Linked DNA regions of Macaca mulatta: region 2 is linked to region 1. A link is a contact called in public Hi-C data. All regions are on one chromosome and are shown on one strand. Each heading gives the region's core, a stretch centred on a gene start, on an enhancer-like site or on the middle of the called end of the contact. The rest is flanking DNA. Distances are from core to core; before and after follow the strand shown. Region 1 holds the start of KLHL2 (kelch like family member 2). Region 2 holds the start of MSMO1 (methylsterol monooxygenase 1).

Region 1 (4,294 bases), core at 226-2,725:
TTCAGAATCCTATTAGCTCTCCTTAAAGGGCTGAACATCAAAAAATTATTCAACCCAAGCCAAGTATCCTTATTTTGGCTGGAATTCTGCCAAATAACCACAAGAGGCTGGTGCGGTACAATTGGTATGGAGTGAAGCTTGCCAAATCTAACCGGAGAACGACAAGCCTCCATGAATAAGCTCTCATGAAAAGGTACACCATTCTTCAGGATGAGGTTTGTTTGCGATTTGAAAAGTCAGATTCAAAGGACTCTTGTTCCCTCCTAAGAGAAGAGGGAACCAAAATTGAAATTTTCGAAACTCCTGGGTATTTACAGTTCACTTTTACCAAGATGTTTTTAAAACTAAAAACTAGAATTTTTTTTTTAAAAAAAAACCTTTTTCTGAATAATGCAATAATGTCTTCTACATAATGTTTCAGCTATTATTTCTAGAAAGTAATTCTGTTGCCAGTGATCTTGAATGTACTTGGGTACCAAAGAAAAAAGACACCTGTGCCTGGCAGGTCGATACGCTACTAATTAGCCCGAGGTACGAAGGAAACAGAAGATGCTCTGATTTCTGGATAAAACGTTCTGCAGTGCCAGGTAAAAGAGGTCACATGCCCTGAACGACCGCCGCTCATTTAGAGTGATGCAAAAGCTCCTCGGATATTAATTTTGTTAGAAATTCGGGGAATCAAGCAACCTAGAATCAATTCATTTAGACAGCGGGCGACTGGTACTTTACAGTTTCCTTTTTTCAACGGACTCAGTGCATCCTAGCTTGATCTCTTATAAAGGGGTAGGCAAGCTGGGCACCAGGTGCCCAGGCATTTCAGGAAGGTACACACAGGATCGGCAGGGTCACCCATGCACAGCCCCACCCCGAATCTTCTATTCGCCCGAGATGGGGAAGACCCTTCCCCAGAAATCCTGGGCAGCGTTTTAAGTCACCGCCTGGCCAGGCTGAGTTTCCGTCCGCGTCCGCTCCGGACTGCGGGCACAGCGCCTCGTCACGCCCCGCATCTCCCACCTCCCGCCGGCCCCGGCGGCTCCAGGCGGCCGTCCCCAGAGCTGCGCCCGCGGCCAGCGACACGCGCCGCAGCGGCGCGCTTATCCGCAGCGGCGCAGCCCGCCCGCCCGCTCACTCACGCGGGAGGCAGCGGCGGCGTCTCCATTGTGGCTCCTCTCGGGCTTCAGAACGCAGGCACCGACCGCCGCCGCCAGCACCATTCCAGCCGCGGACGCCGGCACTGCCCGCCCGCCGAGCCGCGTTCCATCCGCCCCGGAGGGGGCGCCGCGCTCTCCTCACCGCGCGCCACCACCTGCGGCGGCGGCCCCCGCGGCCATGGCCGGCTCGGCCAGGCGCGCTCCGTCTACTGCGCGGCTCCCGCGCTCGCCCGAGTGCTGGGCGGCGGCGACGGGACCGGCGGGCGCGCGGGCTCAGCCACTTCCGGGTTTGGCCCCGGCCGGCGCCGACGCTGTGACGGGACTGCGATGCGGCCTCCCGCGGCTGCCGAGGACCCCTCCCTCGGCGCCTCCCCTTCCTCCTGCTGCTGCTACCGCTGCTGCTGCTGTTTCTGCTGCTTCTGGAGGCGGGCGGGCGCCAGCCGGGAGCGGGGCGGGCGTGCCCAGACCCTGGCCCGCAGGCCGGGACGCGGGCGGCGGCCGCCCACAGCGGGTCTGTGGATCTCCGGGACGGGGGCGCTGGAAAATGGGAGTGGAGGGGGTTCTCCGTGCAGAAAAAGGGCGGCCGAACGCGCGGCGTTCGGATAATGCCCGGTATCCACTTACTGCTCTGCTTCGCGGGCGTGTACACGTTATTCTTTTCATTTGAGCCTATACCCAGGGAGATGGGAAGGGTAGGCATAACCAACCAGTGCCCTTACAAATGGTGGAACTGAGTCAAGAAGAAATGATTTGCCTGTCCAGTGTCCCAAGCAAGAAGCTGTGCCTCCTCAGTGTGCTATCCATTCCTTGGACAAGTGAAGTGAGCATCTGCTAGGCAAGGTTTTAGTGCTGGGGACGTGACAGCAAAACACAGCAAGTCTCTGTGCTTGTGGAGCTGTCCATCTAGACGGGATGACAGAAACAAAGTGATGCTTACCATGAAGAACATAAATGAGGATGAGGAGAGGTAAAGAGATTTTATAAGGAGTGATCAGGGAAGGCCTCCCAAAAGGCATGAGTTAAACAGAGATGGAATAACAGGGACTTTGAGTAATGCAAAGAATGCCCAGGGCAGAGGGAAGAGCAGCGTGGAGACTGCTAAGCAAGATCCTGCCTGCTTTGTTGAGGAAGGGAAAGGAGAACAATGCAGCTGGTGGTTCTCCAAGTATGCCCGCTGGAAGCAGTAGCACCTGCGAACTTGTTAGAGATGCGAATTTTCCAGTTCCACTTTAGACCTACTGAACCAGAAACTCTGGGGGTGGGGCCCAGCAGCGTGCGCTTTAACAAGCTCTCCAGATGATGCTTGCTGGGGTCGCGAGGGTGGGAGACCCTCTAATGAAGCAGAGTGAGGTCAGGAGGACAGCGGAGGGAATGGGTGTGGCGTGGAGTAATCACAGATTACCCAGGCCTTGTAGGCCATGATGAAGGACTTGGCTTTTACTGAGATGAGAAGCAATTAGAAAGTGGTCAGTAGCTTGATCTGATCATTAAAAGGATGACTTTTCTGGGATTTGTTTGAAAATATCCCACAAAAAGACAGACAGAGGCCGGGCGCGGTGGCTCACGCCTGTAATCCCAGCACTTTGAGAGGCCGAGGCGGGCGGATCACCTGAGGTCGGGAGTTCGAGATCAGCCTGACCAACATGGAGAAACCCCGTCTCTACTAAAAATACAAAAAATTAGCCGGGCATGGTGGTGGACGCCTGTAATTCCAGCTACTCGGGAGGCTGAGGCAGGAGAATCACTTGAACCCAGGAGGCGGAGGTTGCAGTGAGCCAAGATGGCGCCACTGCACTCCAGCCTCGGCAACAGAGCGAGACTCCGTCTCAAAATTCATAAATAAACAGAAGTTCATAATACGAAGTTTGTGTGTGTGTGTGTGTGTGTTTGTTGTTGTTGTTGTTTTGTTTTGTTTTGTTTTGTTTTTTTTAAGATGACTGCTGTATGGGTAACATGCATAGTGAGGCAAGAGAGCAAGCAAGGAGATTAACCTGGCTGGGATGAAAAGTAGGGATGGCTTGGATTAGAGTCCCAGTGACTGAGAGAAGTGGTCAGGTTCTGAATCTGTTTAGAAGGTAAAGTACTCAGGATTGCTGGTAGATTCGCGTATAAAAAAGAAAGATGATCCTAAGGATTTTGTTCTGAGCTCTGGGGAGAATGGAGTTGCCCTTTACTGGGATTAGGGAGATTGAGAAAGAACAAGTATTGGAGGGCGGGGTGGACATTGTATTTGTAAACTCTGATTTAGATATGGTAAGCTTGAGATGTCTGTTAAACATCCATGTGAAGATAGGTGTAGACAATTAGATATATGTATCTGGGGTAGATACAAATTTGGAAGTTGTTAGTGTACAGATGATATTGAGATCAACTAGATTATGTAGCTAAAGAAAAGAAGTAGACCAAGAAGTAAGCCCTGGGGCACTCCAACATTAAAAAAGAAGAGGAGGAGTACTCAGCAAAGGAGATAGTAAAGGAACAACCGGGGAAATAGAAGGAGATCCAAGGCAGGTGTCTTGGCAGCCTAGTGAAGGGTTCCAGAAAAAAAAAACAACAACCACCTTAGTACACTTTAGCATGAAGACTTTTCTGTATGATGGTTCTGTTCAGAGCCATAATAAAACTTCCTACTTTACAACGTTGTTTTCAGAATTAAATGGAATAATTGATGTAAAGTACATAGGACATAAATGTATAATGGAAGCACTTAATAAATGTTGGTTGCTGTTATTATTTCTGTACATTTCTGTGGCCATCAGTTATACCTGACTCTGCTAGGAACTGGGTTAAGTCCTAGAGCCAAGAGATACTAACTTAGGTTTTACCAAACCTTTGGCCTGACTTCCTTCTGCATGCAAGCTCGGTGAGTAGGGCTGACTCATCAGCCATTTCAGGAACTCTTTTGAGGCGGGGGGTGGGAGGTGGACTTTTTCTATTGCTTTTGTATCTTCCCACCCAAAATAGTGTTATGTGTACAAATAAATACTAAAAAATTAAGATGTGTCCATCTGACAGCTAGGCACATCACTTCAAACCATAGCCCCTCTCACATCCTCCTCTGGGTTAGTTTTGTCTATCATCATTTTTTGCTTAAGGGGTTCAACTCATCTAGCATGCGAAATGTCAACCCAAACCTTTCCTTT
Region 2 (4,601 bases), core at 435-2,934, 120 kb before region 1:
AAATTAGGTGATAAGAAAAATAAAGGGGGGAATACACAGTGCTATGAACTTCTAGAGAAAGGTGCTATCTAAACTGAGACCTAGAACAGGAGAGGAAACTGACAAGTTAAAAAATAGAGCGAGGGAGAGAGGGTCAAGGGAGGGGTTTTGCACAGAGAGAACAGCACTCCAAAAACTCAACCAGGAGAGTAGAAAGAATATGAGAATTCAAGCTGGAAAGTTTCCCAATAATGCCTTCCTTACTCCCTTCTAACGATTCTAGATGGTCTTGGGTGATCTTAACTATTTTCTGTTTTAAAAATACGCTGATATCCATCCTTTCTACCTCTTGCCCTCTCCCCTAAACTCCAGGATCTGATTATCCAAGTTTACTGGTCATATCCAATCAGAGAGTTCAGAGGCACACGAACTCACTCAGCAGGTCCAAAGGTTCAGTACGTGCTCCTCACAAACCCCGCCCAAATGCTAGACCACCTTTAATGCTTAATTCTCAGACATAAAGTTTTAAGTGTCTCCCATCTCTGCTGCCTTGATTAAGTCTTCCAACTCTTACCCAATTTAGAAACACTTGGTTTACTTAACATTCAGGAACTTACTTTTCACAAAGGAGCAAGGGAATGGATATATTGTTGCTAACTGATTAAGGAATTAAAGAGGAGGGGGAAACGAGGTCTTGGAAAATTGAATTTCCTTTTGCTTTACTCATTCTTGGGCAACCTAAATGACTGGAAGCGTACTCTGGAGCAGGCTGACTAGATAAATTTAGTTATTTGTGGATTCTCAGAAACCTTGAAGTTTAGCTGTCAGCCAGTCTCTGTCCTTTGGCACTTTAAAACGGATTTCACCAGCTCCTTCATTTTCTGGACTTGCCCTGCCTCCAAGCTTGCCCTTCTTAAACCTTATCTCTAAGATGCAATGCCAGGATCTATATAAATCTAAACATAAGAAATAAGCTCCTTAAAACACTCAAAGTTCAAGGGAGTGCTTGCCCTAAGCATAAAGATCAAGCCCCTCTGTGATTGATGCACACGAGGCCCTTCCAGACTTCTTCACTCTTCATTTGTTACATTCTCGCCATCCTACACTTCACATTTTTACAGTATCTGATCACCCATGGTTGCTACTGCTTCATTCCTCTCTGCCCACGGAAATATCGTTCCCTTACAGGTGATGTCCTCCCATCCAACTCCTAGTCACCCTTCAGCAACCTCCTCTCGGACGCCCTTCCCACCCCCCTACTCCCAAAGCACATTACATCTTACCTCCTTCCAGTGTTTCCTGCTTTTGTATAACTTTCGCCAAGCTACCACCCTGTGCTGCAACTGTCTTCTACGTCCCATCTCCCGAAGACAACACTCTTTAAAGGGCAAGAAACATGTCCTAGCCTAGTTCCATCACTGAAGAATTTCACTCCGTTTTCCTCCTTTCTAGCACGTACCTTCCCTAGGCCCACCTTGACTCCAGTCTCCCTCCGCCCCTTCTCGGGTACCACTGCCAGCGTCCGGCCCAGCGCGCGCATCCGCACCCCGAACCCGCTCCCCTCGATCTCACGGAGCACCGGGTGGGAGCCCACCTGCTGCCCCTTCCTCACTCACGAGCCACTCCCCCGACCCCCTCACCTGAACGGCCGCGAGATGACTGCCGGCCACCGTCACCCAGGATCAGCCAGGTGTTCCGACCTCGGAACTTGCCTCGCCCGGCTCGGGGGTGGAGCCCGGTGGGCCAGGCGCTCAGTCCTGTCGTTATTGGCCTGCGAGGGCTCCCGCCCCGTCTTCTCGGCGCGGTGATTGGTCTGTGCAGTTGCCGACATCGTGTGACTCGCGCGAAGGAGCCCCTGGCGGTCCCAGCCATTGGCTCCGCGGATGGAGTGAGGATAGTGAGACCCGCAGGGCCAGCCAATGGCAGGCGTCGCGGGGCGCCAGGAGGCGCGGAAGCGTGAGAGCGCGTCACGGCGTGAGGGGGCGGGCACAGACGGATGGCCGCCCTGCCCTGCCGCGCGGAGTCGCCTTGGCAACTGCGGTCCCAGCAGATTGGCAGTCAGAGCCTGCGCTGTGCTGGGGCGAGAGTGTCGGGCCAGCCGCCGTCCCAGGACTTTTATTTCAACTGTGACCTGTGTAGCAGCCGCAACTCCCAAACCCGGGAGGAAAAGAGTATAAATGAGTCTTAAAATCTATGTTGACTGTTTTGTGTTGCTAGACACCCTTGCCTTTTTCTGGTCTACCTTTTAGATTTAGATCTTTCGTCTCCCTTGTTTCCCCAGCCTACGTATCCTTTAATAAATCCCTGTATTTTGAAAACGGAGAATTTCAAATGCGATTATCGTCATTTTGCAGAAAGATTTAAAAAGATTGAACATCAAGGGAGATTTCGGCTCCCAGGACCTTGACCTCGCTACGTGAGCTGAAAACGCCCAGGTGATGTTGCAGTTGCTGTGCTGGACGATGAGGGCCCAGGGGCGGGGGCCTGACGCAGGTCTTTGCAGCTCTAAGCTCAGTTTACGCCATCTCTCAACATTAAAATATTGTGTACTGGGGTATAATAATAAAACTGTGTACAGATGCATAATATACTAAAACTTTCACTTAAAGGAAAAGGGGCCTTTAAAGAAAAAACCGCACAGGGGCATCATTTGGGCTAGTGAAGGCCCTTTTTCCTCCATCTTTATTAAGGTATAATTTACAAAAATTGTGTTTACGGCGCACATATGATGTTTTGATTATGTATATGTCAAATCTACACAGCTTCTGAAAACAGAATACTATTGTTTCACTCCTCCATGCTTTTGCTTAAACTGGCCCTTCTGCCTGGAATAATCAGCCATCTCCACGCCGCCCCATCAATTCAGGTGCTATCTCCTTGAGGAAGTTCCCTCCTGAAAAGTGTGTTTTTTAGATTCAGTGTGACCTGTACTCATTCGTCTACCCCTTATGTTTGGCACACACATTCTTTCTAAAGTATCATGACAGAGGTCACGTCAAATGAAAAGAAATGGGATCTGTCCCTTGGTTGTGTCAGCCCTGTCTTTAGGATGCCTTTAGAGTGGTGTCTGAAACCGTCCCTACATAGTTCATCAAATTAATCTGGGAAAAAGGGGTGGGGGGAACGAAAATAAACCAAGCTTGCGGCACACTGAGGATTAATCATTAGGTCAACTTGCTGTCTGATCCCTTCCTCATAATTGTTTGCCTATTGCTTCAGAATCATGTAGACCCTGTTACAAGGTTATAGTTTCCCCTAACTGCTCTACAGACAACTTGAATATTATGAAACGTTGAGTTTGTGCTTTGAGATAATCTTTCAGGTCCTTCATGCTGATGAAACTACGGACTCAGCTGGTCTGAAGGACCACAAGGAGCTGACTCACCAAAGAATGCAGTTCCCACATCCTGATGATTTCATCCCCCTTACCTGAGCCAATCAACGACCCTAATTTTCCAGCCTCTTGCCCTCCAGGATCCCCTTAAAAACCCCAATACAGAACTCCTCGAGGAGATGAATTTGAGGGTCTCCTCCCATCTCCTCTCAGTGCCCTGCCATCACTAAACTCTTTCTCTGCTGCAAATCTTGCTGTCTCAGTGTATACTGTGCAGTGGGCATATGAATCTGTTGGTCCTGTAGTGGATACTGTGGCACACCACCCAGATCCCCCCTCTTCAAGACCTAAGCAGGCATTCCTCCAGCTGCTGAGTACTGCCAAAGAGAAGCACCTCTCCCCAGGGGTATACCCCCTTTCTGGGGAACAGCTAGTCAAGCAACTGGTTGAAACGGGGGTATAAAAGCCCTTAAACCAATGTAGGACTACTTTGCTTGAGCATCCCAGCTCCAGAGGTCCCCATCCTATTGGTTGTGTGATGACTGAACTTTCACCCAACTTTTCTCTCTTCCCAAATCTGCTATCCCCTATCAGGTAAGCATCAATAGAACCCACTGTCGAGCCAGACTTCCTAGGCTTGGCATTTTATCAGCAGTGGGTAAGTTACTTCTCTGTCTTATCTGGTACTTCTGTAAAATAATAATACCTACACCTCAAAGAGTTCTTTATGATGATTACATAATGTATGTAAAGTCCTTTGCACAGTCTCTGGCATATAAGATCAGTAAATGTCAGTAATTATTTCTGATTTGGAATTCTACCATAGTATTACATTTTCTAAATCAGAGCAGGTGTAGGTGTATGGAGAGGTCAGATTATTTTAAACCTTAAAGGCTTAGAGCTGGAAAAAAATGCTCATGCAGCAGCTCAACTTACTTATTTACCTACAATGAAGATTAACAGGAGCTCAGGGAACAATAGCTGTAATTTACTGAGGGCCCTCTGGATTTCAGGCATACGAACATGCATCATTTCTTTCAAATGCAACAATAACCTTGTGACACAGACACTACTGCCATTTTAAAAACAAAATAAGGGCTAGAGGTTAAGTAATGTGTTGAAAGTCACAGCTAGCAATTGATAGAGGGAGCTGCAAACCCAGAACCCTTTTCTTTCTATGCCCATGGGCTTTCCAATATACCACACTGCTTTTTTCCTTAAAGCCAGGATTAGAACCCCAGAATCTTGACTCAAAGTATGGTTCCATTCTCCAATGTAGCCTCCTCTC

The links. Hi-C and Micro-C count contacts between places; a contact is called where the count stands out from the background.
Region 2: a Hi-C map of fetal cortex germinal zone shows a contact between it and region 1, with 3 times the contacts expected there. The contact joins the promoter of MSMO1 here to the promoter of KLHL2 in region 1. A contact is called at or near these places in 4 of 14 Hi-C or Micro-C datasets (cortical neurons, fetal cortex germinal zone, fetal cortical plate and 1 more).

Annotation. Positions count from the first base shown.
Region 1 is chr5:173,761,622-173,765,915 of T2T-MMU8v2.0, reverse strand. It overlaps KLHL2 (kelch like family member 2), which reads right to left and starts at 1,475. Exons shown (of 14, transcript XM_015139450.3): 1 at 1,134-1,475.
Region 2 is chr5:173,879,138-173,883,738 of T2T-MMU8v2.0, reverse strand. MSMO1 (methylsterol monooxygenase 1) reads right to left here and starts at 1,684. Exons shown (of 6, transcript NM_001260803.1): 1 at 1,620-1,684.